Linked DNA regions of Mus musculus: region 2 is linked to region 1. The links are chromatin contacts, called in public HiCAR-type maps. All regions are on one chromosome and are shown on one strand. Each heading gives the region's core, a stretch centred on a gene start, on an enhancer-like site or on the middle of the called end of the contact. The rest is flanking DNA. Distances are from core to core; before and after follow the strand shown.

Region 1 (6,755 bases), core at 1,623-4,122:
GGTCATGCTCCAGAGCCCATGCTTGAACCCTCAGACCCCAGCTTCTATCTGACTGAACCTCCCAGCAGACCTAGGAATACATTATTTTCCTCATATTTTTTTTTCTTATGAAGAAATTTAAGGATTGTGTCTGGCATGGGTCTGGTAGCAGACCTGAGTTCAAATCTTAGCTCCACCATTTCTAAAAAGATGCTGGCCTTATTCTTTAGATGGTCTGCCCCAAACTACAACCAGCTGCTCAACAAGCAATGTGTGAAGGCCACCATGTGTCAATCCCTGTGCTACTGCAGGATAAACTGATGATCAAGACAGGCACTTTTACTCTGTAAGGTTCAAACCCTGGCGCAAGAATGTGGGTGAATCACAAATGCAAACTTAAATACGTGGGGAAGTCTGGCTGGAATGGCAAAAGGAGCTAGGAGTTCCGGCTTCTAGACTGGCTCTTACCTGCTTGGAGGCACTCAGCAAAGGGCAAAAAGAGGGCATGATAGTAATGACCATAATAGTAATGTAATAGTAACAATGCCTGATGTGTATTGAGTGTTTCCTAAGCGCCAGACACTCTTCCAGGAATCTAGAAGTACCTGACCATCTATCACAAAGATGGTGCCACTATGACCCTCTGACTTCAAAGAAACATCCACTCTGGAAGTTAAATCAGTCATTAGAGATCACCAGGCCAGTAGGTTAACATAGGATGTGCAGGAAGTCAGATCATGTAAGTTAAAAGCCCCCTCTTTCTCTCTTTCTTTCTTTCTTTCTCTCTCTCTCTCTTTCTTTCTTCCTTCCTTCCTTCCTTCTTTTCTTTCTCTCCCTTCCTTCCTTCCTTCCTTCCTTCCTCCCTCCCTCCCTCCCTCCCTCCCTCCCTCTCTCTCTCTCTCCCCCTTTCCCCCTTCCTACCTTCCTTCCTTCCTCCCTTTCTTTATTTTCTCTCTCTCTCTCTCTCTCTCTCTCTCTCTCTCTCTCTCTCTCTCTCTCGTCCTTCCTTCCTTTCTTCTTTTTTTTTTTGTTGTTTTCTTTTGGGAGGGGCGGCTTTTCACTTTAAGTTGAACCCAGTACGTTCCTGTCCCGGTCTTCCCAGGTGTGCACCATCCTTGGCCACCTTATTGAGCTCTCTCCACCTGTTATATGGACGCCTTAGGGAGTGGAGTCATTCCGTCTACACAAGGGTCACGCCCCACAGGTTAAGAACCATTGCTGTAAAGGAAGCCTTGTGGAAAGAGATTTGGTGTCCCCCCCCGCCCCCCCCCCCGGCATGGCATGTGATTCCTAGTCTTGGATAGATTGGGGAAGAGGCTGACTGGAAGATTTCTAAAATGATTGAATAAAGGCAATAAAGAGACATGTCCTGAGACCCAGCAAAGCATCTAAACCAACCCATGGCCAGTGGATGGAGAGTGGGTACCGCTTTGCAGTTGCCTCCCCATCTAGCTTATGTGATGGATGCGATGGATGCTGCTGCCAGGACGCCCTAGAGCCAGGCGCACGCTCACACAACAACTAAGCCGCAGCTCTGGAGTCTGGCCAAGAAGGAGGTCTTACTGGCCGCTGGCCGACCCCAGCCCGGCTCAGTCCGCCCCCGCCCCACGCGCCCTGGCCTTCTGCTCCTGCTCCTCAGGCCTGCCAGCCAGGCGCGTTGTTTCCTTGTGTCCTCTGATCCCAGGGAAAAGTTCAAAGAAACTCTCCTTGGACCCTCCTGGACAACTTCTGCATTAAAACAAGACATCCCTCAAAATGCACAGTCTGCTTCCCTCCAGCCTCAAATTACTTGCCAAATGGTCCCTTCCAGCATCTCACCAAAGGCCTGTCTCTAGATGTGTGCCAAAGTTTCCCAGAAGTTTGCCAAGCCTTGCTTTGGCTATCCTTTTGTGGCCAAAGGCTTATACAAATTATATGCGAAAGCACACACCCCATTTTCAAGAGATTCCCCCTTAAACTGATTGCCCTAAAGGCCTGACAAGATGCTTGCCAAAGGTTCTGTTGCCAGCTCTCCTGTTGGGTCCAAAAGACATTTATAAAGCCCTCCTAGAACCAAATCCCTTAGGTAAGTAGTCAAAGTCCCTATTATTCACAAAAGCAACCCTTTCCAGATGTTTCCCAGGGCAATCATCTCCCTCCTTTGCTTCTTCCTGGTCCCTTGGACGTACCCTGAACTCCCCCAACTTACTTATCAGTGGCCTCTTCTTACCAAAGCCTCCTCCCCCCCACCCCCACCCCCACCCCCGTTGTTTACAAAAGCCAACCTCTCCATCAACTGGCCAAGAAAGAGACCCTCAAAGATGTTTACCAAAGTTCCTCCCAAGGCTGTGTGCCAGTAGAGGGGGTCAGAAGAGGGAGGGTGGCCTGCGTCTTCTATTTCCTAAATTTGTCTAAGCCAGCATAGCAACTTACCACTGCCAACTCTTTGTCTGTTTTAGGGGCGACATCGCCGGGGAACTTGATGATGGGCGATGGTGCAGCGATGGCGCGGCCCAACAGGCAGCACAGGACGCAGAGAACCCGCAGAGGTCCGGCCAGCGCTCCCCAGGCCACTCGTGCCTCCATCGTTGCGCTCCCGGGCTCCGCGTGTCACCCTGAGGTCTCTGGCTGTGCCCTGGGGTCCGCCCGGCTGGCGCCTGCCCTGCACGGCGATCCCCTTACTCTACTGCCTCTGCTTCTCGGGGCTCAGGAGCTCATAACGGGGTCCCACGTCCCAATACACACCACTGCCGCGGGTGCTTGCAGGTCCTGGCAATCCCTTTGTATATCTAAACTCCTGGATGCACACAGAGCCTCCAGCCACCAGGGAAGTCTGGATGCAGCGGAAACAAGGGCGGGCAGACGCCAGATGTGGCCGGCTGGGCTGGAAGAGTGCTGGCAGCACCGGGTGGAGAGGGGAGGGTGGGGAAGTGAGGTCCGACCCGCCCCTCTCCTCCCCACCCCCTTTCTCAGCTTCTTCCCACCTCTTCTTCCATTCCCCATCCCCCTTCTGCCTCCAGCTACCCTGGCCCTTCTTGCTCCCTAACTGGGGGCTACCACTCCACATCTGCACCTAGGTCCTCTTTCTCTAAACAACTGGTGCGAGTCCTGAAGACTCTTATTTAAAGATTGGATCAGGGCCTTGCCTTTGGAGGGATACTGGAATCAGGACGCTGAGCTCCTGGGCACAGGAGTCCAAAAAGTGAAAGTTAGAAACAAGAGGGTCCCAACCTTTCATGATGGTCCAAAGCAGAAATGTTAGATAATCAGCCATAGAGCCACTCAAGGAAATGAATAGAAGTAGAAAGAGCCAGATAGAAATTAATAGAATCTAACCAGCCTTCCTTCTCCAAACTACACGTTTACTTGGTTTCACTGGTGGTCCTCAATAGAACACAATACAGTGATGCACACAGCACTCCAACTTGAGAAATGTTCCCTCTCTTAGGAAAGACAACTGAGTCTGACCTTACTTACTCCCCCCCCCACACACACACACAACTAATAAGAACATTCTAGAAAAGCTTCTTGGACGATGTGACTTCTGAGTTGTTCCTGGAAGAGCACCTTGGGGTACCTGGTGGGAGCAGAACACACATTTCCAGCAAGCTCTATCAAAGGAGATTCCCCCTGTCTTAAAAGTAAGGTTATCCTGCCCCAGGGGCCAGCAAGGATAATCTGGAAAGGAGGTGGGATTAGGATCTAATTAAGAAGCCAGGGCATGTGCTGAGATAGCCAGCATCACCTGCCTGAACAGAGTTGGAGATCCTGGGAGTAGAGTATGTCCTCTATCCCTTGGCTTGAAAAAGCTTAGTGGCTTGGATCTAGTGGTCTTCTGACAAGTTCAGACTTGCCCAGCAGGCTGTAGAGTGGGTTAGCCAGGGTCAGCTGCAAGGAGTCTTTTGGGACCAGAATCTGTAGGAGGGAGCTGGGCCATCTGAGGGGACAGCTCTGGCTTTGGGGAGTAGGGGGTAGAAAGGACCTCTGGGGAGGGGCGATTGTCCTCTGGCTCAGCCCCATTTGGCTCCTGGCCACCCAGTCTTGTGGATAGTCAGAGAGCCAAGCTGGAGAGCGAGTGGTGAAAGCGGAAAAAGTTGTTTCACTTAAGCAGGGGTTGAAAACTCGTGGCTTGTGGGCTGAATAGCATTTTGAAATTTGGGAAGCCTTATGTAAAAATCAGACATTCTGGTTTTGTTTAAAAGTTCCCTAGACCTGGCAACCACGGGTGCCAGTTTCCATATGGCAGCCACTAGCTGAGGCTAGGTCGTCCTCTTCAGACAAGACTTTGTTATTCTCTACCACCTGGTCAGGGATTCACGGTTGTCACCTTTGCCCACATGTCTCCTACTACGTTACGGAGCTAGCCACCTTGAAGGACATCAGGGCTAGACCCCTCTCTCCTACACCACAGCTGTAGAAACAAGGACCTGAGCTGGGGGATGCTATTGGCGAGAGGAATGTGATCTGAATCCTATCCCAGAAGGAGACATCAAGTACCAGAACTGCCTGGTAGTTATTAGTTGATAACTAACTGAACCTAATTCCAGGAACCCCAAACCTTGTGCAATTCTTATCCGTGAAGAACACTTCATGTACCATTGCCTTACCCAGAAAATCAACCCAAATGGGCCTGCCAATCATCTGGGGAAATCTGTCTATTCTAGCGCCTTTAGGAACAGTATAGTGTCTACCTACAAATGCATTGGCACACTGTGCCTCTAGTCCTTATGTACTCTCGTCCCTGGTAAGTGTTCTTTCCTTTCCTTTGCGGTAAACTATGTCTCCTTAATTACACTTTGCATATCTCATCTGAACTCTTTCTAAAGGGATAAGCACACAGGGAACAGAGAGGAGGCCCTAGTGAAATTCTAGTGACACCTGGTTTCAGCTCCAACCTTTCCTCCAAAGGCCTTAGGAAGACATGGAACCCAAATAGCAGAGCTTTGGGGTTCCTGTGAGTGAGAAAGGGGAATTTTCTTTTTAAGTCCCTGGGTAGAACTATGGGAGTTGTTTTTTTTCTACAAGTGCTGATGGAACCATCAACCTGGCTTTAATTGGGATTTTTATAGAAGCACGAAGGAGTACATGGGAGACTATGGACAACTTATGAGGCGCTATATAACCAAAGAAACACCCCTCCAGGCCAACTTTCATTACCTACTTATATATTCCTCATGGACGGGCAAGGCCTCCTGTCTGTATCTCTAACATGCAGCCATATGAGTCACTCATGTGTGACCCATGAAATGAACCTTCTCTTCCTCCACAAGGGCATGCTTTGCAGTCCAGTCTGGTGAGGGTCCTGTGAGGGTCCTCACAGCTGCTCTGATTTCATAACAGCAGCCTGTCATGCCCAGGGGACAGCATCCCACAAGAGTTCACTGGCCACCCACCAGAAGCTGAAAGAGGTTAGAAAGAATCCTTCTGGGGCCTTCCTGGGGAGTGTGTGGCCCTGCAGGTGCCAGAGTGGGCTTCAGCATCCTGAATCAGGGGAAGATGAACTTCAGGTGCTCAAACCACCTTATTTATAGAAAGTTAATCCATATGTGGTGGTTTGAATGAGAATGGCCCCCATAGGCTCATCTGTTTGAATGATTGGTCCCTAGGGCTGTGGCCTTGTGGGAAGAGGTGTGTCATTATTGTTGGGGTAGGGATAGGGTTACAAAAGCCCAGGCTAGGCCCAGTTGTACTGGAGAGCTTCTCTCTCTCTCTCTCTCTCTCTCTCTCTCTCTCTCTCTCTCTCTCTCTCTCTCTCTCTCTCTCTCTCTCTCTCTCTCTCCAAATTGTGGACACAATATAAGCTCTCAGCTACAATTCCAGCACCTTGCCTGCCTGCCTAATACCATGCTCCCAGCCCCGCCATGATAGTTATGGACTCATCCTCTGAAACTGTAGCAAGACCTCTCTCTCTCTCAATTGTGGATACAATATAAGCTCTCAGCTACAATTCCAGCACCTTGCCTGCCTGCCTAATACCATGCTCCCAGCCCCGCCATGATAGTTATGGACTCATTCTCTGAAACTGTAGCAAGACCTCCATTAAGTGTTTTATTCTTATAAGTAGCCTTGGACATGGTGTCTCTTCACAGTAATAGAAAAGTAATTAGTAACACCATCGGCCTGAAAAACTACCTAGACTGTAATTAGCACGTGTCAAGCTATGGCAAGCATTTAATTTATTCACTCACTCATTCATTCATTCTTTCACTCACTCATTCAAGACTTATGCATATTGTTCCAGCTGCTGAACTCCAATGGCATTAGGGCAGAGTCTGTGAGTCTATGTCACTGCAGAAATAGGAATTGCTTCCTGAAGTCCTTGGGCAGAGGTACCTGACCAGTGTCTGCCAAGAGTCCAATCAGAAAGAGTTGAGTGGTGAGGAAATGAGGACGTGGTTTGCTCTCCAGTACAGCCACATTGGGAAGAGGTGGGTACCCTGACCCCGATCCCTGGCTTCTGCGTTTAACCAGAACTTCAGGGTGCAGGGAGCCAGAACAGAAGTGGAGGACAAGAAGAGAGCATAGCCAGGCATTCTTGGTGTAGTGATGGTCTGGCTGATGACTGTCTCAGGTCTGGTTCTGGCTCCTGTTGGCTCCAGGGTATCGTTATTAGGGGCAATTTGTTTCTTATTAGGAGATGATTGCTCCTGCTGGAGAAGGGCAGGTCACTTCCAGTCAGAGTGTGGAAGCTTGGAGGAGCCCACTCTTCCTGGAATTTGAGATAAACTTGGTAGGGCTCAGAGAACAAACTAAAGAGCTAGAAACACAGTTGTTCTGGATCACTGGTCTGTCTTCAC
Region 2 (6,120 bases), core at 1,985-4,484, 990 kb before region 1:
GATATCGGCCTAACTCTAACAGACATGGCCTCCTAAGATGCACAAGAGAATCTTGGCACCCCAGGCATCAAAAGAAGCAAGCCAGTTCCTGAGCACGGAACCGGCTTCCCAAACATGGGGGAAGAAATGCTGGATTCCTATTCAGCCTTCTCAGTCTGCATAAAAGCTTCACCTACTTAATCCAATGACCACAGACCTTTCCACAAGTACACAGGTTCCATCTCAGAATCCACTGAGGTTCAAGAATTGCACAGCCAATTTTTGATGAGATCTGGTGGATTGCTGGCTGTCCTCCTGGTACTCACACCTCAGTGAACAGCAAGAAGGGAGAGAGCACCATCCGTCATCGAGGGAGGATTCCTCTGCTGCTACTGGGTCTGACACTCTGTTCGCACTCACACTGTCTCCGGTGAGCAAGGTACATCTACTTGAATAAATGTGGAGACAGAAGTGGGGAGGGAGGGCAGCCGACAAAGTGACTACAGAAACAGCAAGCCCACCATCTTGAAGAGCAGCTCTCAGTGGGCTGCTACTGTCACCGAGAGATCTTTGGACAAGGGTAGGAAATGCCCTTTCAGATGGCTCTATTTGCACAAAGTAATGGTTGCAAGTTGTCACCTCCCCCCTCTGTTAATGCCTGTCACTCACTAGATGCTGAAAGCACCACAGGCCTGAAGCCAAACAAATGGTCTTGACACCCAGTTATAAAGTCAAGGTCGGCTGGGAGGAAGCCACCATCATTTTGGCAGACAATGACCTTTCAAAACCGCCACCTTCCCTGACAGAGTGGTATGCTAAAGCCTCAGTTGTAAGGGCTGGGATGTTTGTATGAACAGCGATATCTTCAATAGGCAAATCCTTAAATTTCTTAAAAAATTGCACTCCAGAAATGAATGTTCCATTTCATTCTGCCTATACAGGTATAGACTTCTAGGTAGCAAGCCAAGCCTTTTTGCAAACTTTAACCTCTACTTACTGAAAAACAAAACAAAAACCTAATGCTCTAGAGAATGTGGGGTAAATACCCCAGCAAACATTGCACCTCGAGTCAAGGCAAATTATAATGTTCAGAGCAACTCCAGCGGTCATTTTACAGTGCCACGTCCAAGCATCTGTCACCCAGTGTTCAGAACTGGGAGGTCAGTTAAAGTGACACTATTGATTCTATGCATCATAAAATATAATTCTAAGACATTTCTTTGCAAGGGTTCAAAAATCCAATAAAACTTATACTCGCCTTAAAATTTTTATTAGTCTGTGTAAAAGCATCCCTAATTACTGAAACAATGATGAGGGTATATCCCACGTGAGGTCACAGGCCCCAAACACAAGCAAAGTGCCACGCAGAGGAAAGGAGCCACCCCTACTCATAGGACGTGTGAAGCTGCACTTGCACTACTTCAATCACCACCGTTCGTGTCTTGGAACTTAAATGTTGTATATTGCATGACAGAGACCTTCCAGACACTAATCCACAAATGCACACGAGAGAGAGAGAGAGAGAGAGAGAGAGAGAGAGAGAGAGAGAGAGAGAGAGAGAGAGAGAATATGAAGGTAAAGGCGGTGCCAGCAAGATAGCTCAGAGGATAAAGGCACTTTGTCACAAGGCTGGCAATTTGAGTTTGATCTCCGAACCCATGCAAAGGTAGAAGGAAGAACAGACTCCATGGAGTTGTCCTTTACACACACACACACACACACACACCCCAAAAGATTTTAAACACTTGAGAATTAGGCTTCTGAAAATTGATGCAAACTCCCCCTTATTGCATTGTGCAGAAAAATTCCAAAGGTTTGAGTGTGTAACGGCCCTGGGCTGATGAGGGTAATAACGCCCTGTTCTAGGCAGTGTCTCTGCCTGCCAGTCCCTAACGGCTTCACTAGCTGCTACAGGCATATTCTGATTCCTCCTCATAAGCAGCACCGCAACCTGGACGAGGACACAAGCCGACTGAAGCAGCTCCTTGCCTTCTGAAAACGCTGATGACAAAGGATCTGATAACATTCGGATAGCAATATTCCTCCTCTCAACCCAAAGGAAGGGGCTGTGCTACTAGGCCCAATCCCTGGCTCCTCACAGGGTGTCACCAACGGCAGACTCTCTAACCATCTAATTTCATCTGCCTAGGTGAAACAACACAGCATCTGAATTAACTTACACATATGGCCTGACGGGCTCGTCACCAATCATATTGCACAGGGAAACAGGAAATTGCTTTCTGCAAATGCTACCGAGGCTTTCTGGGCTGGCCCCACCCAGAAAGTACAATCTTCCCCGGCTACAAATGACTCTCACTCAAGTGGTGATCTCAAAACCCATCTCTGGAAGTGAGGACTCCAAAGAATCTGTCACCGGGATACAGTGACACCAACCTCACATTTTGTGGTTAATAAAACAAGTCCTGCATTCGGCTTGGCACAAGTCCCTGATCTGATTTATTTCAGGCTCAGCTCATAGGAAAAACTGCCATTCATGAATGCTTCAGGAGGGCAGGTCAGCTGGGTTTTTTGTGGCACAACTGGCGTGCTCACACCCATTTCTGGTGGACATTCTGATCAAACCTAGCCGATTTCCTAAAGAGATCTGGCACGTTTTGTTCTTAAAGGGAAACAAACAAACAAAAAAAAAATCAATTACAAAAAAAAAATCTCAGTTTTGACAGGCAGTTTTCACAGAAAAGGTGTTTGTGGGAATAGAGAAAGGAAGAAATGCAGGAAAAGAGAAAAATGTTCTGATTTCCGATTAAATAGAATCAAACATCGGACACTTCACCCCATCTTCCTCAGTGCAACCCAATATAAGTCAGACGCACAGGACTTTCCTCAGAATGTCTCCTCAGTCTTCCTTTAAGATTTCGTGCCCCAGGACTTAATCAGGAATTTCCATTCTAAAGTGGCACACGGATCTCCTCAGAGAGCTAAGCTTTCTTTGAATAAAAAAGGCAAGTTGCCCTTTTGGGGACTCGATACGTATTTTTAAACCTCTTATTAAATCAACCTAATTTATGAGGCATGTTCAGGAAGAGCAGGTAGCAAGCTGCTTTGGTGGATGCAAAGTTTCTTTGCCATCCCCTCCCACACCCCCAATTCCACCTCCTTTGCCCTCCTCCTGCCGAGGGTTTCCGAATGTCTTCGGGGCCTTTCCGAAGCCGCCGAAGCCGCTCGGCCCTCTCCGCTTGGACCCCGACTGTGCTCCGAACACTGTCGAGATCCTCCGAGCCCCGCTCCCAGGTCAGGCCGAGCGGAGCCGAACACCGCCGAGCCAAGCTCAGCCCCATCGACTTTTCCAGCCTCGGCTGGGCGCTGTCCACCACTTACAACGCCTGAAACCTCACCCTGGCTCAGGAGGCCGAGGCTTCTACCGGACTCCCGGCCTGCCACAGTGGATTACAGACTTGTGAAGTTTCGAAACCTGCCCCTAAGGAGAAAGAGGTGGCGCGGTTTGCATTTCCCGACACGCGAGGGCTCCAGGCAGATGCAACATGCACCTTGTTGCAAAGAGCAATTCCCCAGGCCCCGCCTCCCCATCCATTTGGACTGCACAAGCCCCAGAGAAACCCCAGGCCAAATTACTGGTGGCTCAGAAGGGTGAGGCTAGCCGAAGGGGCCTGTGAGAAGAAAGCCCCCGGGAGCTCTCGAACGCAAATAAGAACATGCCAAGCAGATGGGAGAAACTGTCTCCTAGTCGCTGCTCCCTACCATCATGGCGCCGCCTGGAACTCGCTTGTCATGCCTGTTACACATGCAAGAATTTTTGCTTCTTGGTTTTGAAACCACAAGCACGATTTGTCTCCCACCCACCTTCCCTCGAAAGGGGCTTTTATTTTCCATTGTTTTCCTACGGGATGCAATTACTTCGGCTATTCTGTCAAGTTGAAAAATAATCATTTTTGTTTACAGCACAGCAACCTCTAATTAGGAGCTGTGTGTGCACGAAGGTGTCACAGCAAAGCGACATGGAATCCTCGCTAAACGGTCCTAACGAACTCCTCCGTCCCGAACTGACAGGCCAACGGAAACAGGGCCAGGAGGCCCGGAAGGCACGCACCCGTTCCCTGCCGGCCACCCCTCCCCAGGCAGAGCTGCCTGGAGGCTCACCGGGAACCGTGGAGTGGATGGGGCAAGAAGCAAGCCAGAGAGGAGGAAGGACGGGCGAGGCTCCTAAGTGGGGAAATGTGGAAAGGAAGGAATATCCCATTTTGTTTTAATTTTCAACCATCACTCAAATCCACCCCCAGTTAATTAGGAGGGGAAACTGATATCTAAGGCAGAAAGGGGGCGGTGGCAAGTAGGGCCTGAAATCCGCATTGAAGGTAGAATACAGAGTGTAAATACAACGATAAAGGCTACACAGTGACTGGAACCTGCGGGTGTCAGAAGAGCAAAGGCTGGAGGGCCAGGGAGGAGAGGGGCTGGAGGGCAGATGAAACTGGCTTTTAGCCCCACAGACCCTCCCACCTCTGCCTTGGATAAGGCTGTGTCTGTCACATCCGCTTGGAAACCCATCCTTTCTCCCCAGTGCACGCCCCCTCCCCTAACCCTTGCTCGCTTTGGGGGGGGGGGTCGTCTAAGCCACAGCCACCAGGAATTCAGCACCAAACTCGTGAACAGCAAACACTTGATCCTCCACCCCAATCTGCTAGGGCTGGGTCCCCTCCATGTTTTAGTCAAGTTCAAAATCACTGCCTCAAGAGAAGCAGGGGGAAGTGGGATTCGAGGGGTGGGGTGGAGGAGGAGGGGAAAGAAGATGAGGCAGAGACAGAAATGGAGGCAGTGAAACACGAAATACTCCACGAGCAAGAGTTATGATCATAAGCACGCCAATAGTGTGATGTTCTGATCAATATGGCGGACACTGTCATTCATACAACTAGAGGCGCTCTCATTCCCTCCCCGCAAACACCGACCCCAGGAGTTGGGGTGGGGGACCCAGAACCAACGTAGGGAGTGGGGGAGGGGAGGCAACCTCGGGTTTCTTCTGTGTGTGCGCGAATTAAAAACCAGGCCTGGAGAGCAAATATGGGTGAGCAAGATAATAAAAACGATATAAATTATTCTTAATAAAAGTACAAATCCCAATGACACAGGGACTTACTTCATCTGCTTCACAATGGTGCTTTTTCCTGATTCTCCAGCCCCTGTTGGGACACACAGAGGGGGGGAAACTGGTGAGTGTCAGCTCATGGAAATGGGAAGGGGGCTTCAAGGCATGCACAGGGTGGGCGCTCCTGGGCACAAGGTGTTGCCAACTCAGGGACCAGATTTCCCAGGGCGCAAGTCGGGTTGGGAACTGTGGCGGGGGTCGAGGGGCGGGGGTGGCTACCCAGGTCCTTACCCAGCAGGAGTAATTTCACGTCTTTGGCGGCGCTGATGCCATCTTCTTTGAGGTTTTTCTCAATCGCCTTGCTCCGCTCGAGGGCGGCTCTCTCCTCTGCGCTCAGCGTACATCCCATGGTGGCCCCTTCCCTGCCACAGCCCGCACGACTAGGCTGGCACGACTCCCCGGGTCGGCGCGCCCCCCACCCCCCCACAGAGCAGAGCCTGGGCTCAAAGGGGAGAAAATCACGATATCCTCTCCTTGGCTGGGAACAAAATTGTCGAAAGACCAGAATCCCCCCAAAAGGACAGCCTCTATTAAGATTCCAGCGGCGAAGATTAGCGGCGGCTGGCTGGGGTCTGGGGGTGTCGAGGTGAGGGTAGCCGGGGTCTGGGGCTCCGGAGCCGAGAGAGGAGGCGCCCGCGGGCCCGGGAGGCGCGGGTTGCAGGCACCGAGGCTAGTGCACGACCCAAAATAAATAAAATAGGAGTCGAGGCTGGATCCGCAGCCGGAGCCGGCGGAGGGTGGGGTGGGGGGCAGGGTGGGTCCTTCTGCCGCGGCTGCCGGAGGCGGAGGAGGAGGAGGCGGAGGCGGAGAAGGTGGAGGCGGCGGTGGCGCGGGGTGTGGAGGGAGTGAGTTAGGGGGTGCCGCTAGTGCATGTGCATCGCCGCTCCTCGGCCGTCGATGCGTCCGCGGCGCCTTCTCCGACCCCCGCGCGCGGGGCAGGGCTGGGCAGAGGGCCGGGCCGGGGGTGGGGGGTGCAGCTCTCTCTAGCGGGAGGCGGCGTCGCCGGGGCCCAGAAC

Evidence for each region. HiCAR-type assays count read pairs that join an accessible place to other places.
Region 2: a contact with region 1 is called in a HiCAR-type map of astrocytes, with 2.2 times the contacts expected there. The contact joins the promoter of 4930488L21Rik here to the promoter of Mmp2 in region 1. A contact is called at or near these places in 1 of 39 promoter capture datasets (embryonic stem cells) and 1 of 115 datasets of contacts at active chromatin or transcription factors (astrocytes).

Annotation. Positions count from the first base shown.
Region 1 is chr8:92,823,414-92,830,168 of GRCm38.p6, reverse strand. Mmp2 (matrix metallopeptidase 2) reads right to left here and starts at 2,872. Exons shown (of 13, transcript NM_008610.3): 1 at 2,392-2,872. The coding sequence starts at 2,544.
Region 2 is chr8:93,810,669-93,816,788 of GRCm38.p6, reverse strand. 4930488L21Rik (RIKEN cDNA 4930488L21 gene) reads left to right here and starts at 3,234. Exons shown (of 1, transcript NR_026888.1): 1 at 3,234-5,095. Gnao1 (guanine nucleotide binding protein, alpha O) reads right to left here and starts at 5,951. Exons shown (of 9, transcript NM_010308.3): 1 at 5,336-5,951; 2 at 5,096-5,138. The coding sequence starts at 5,453.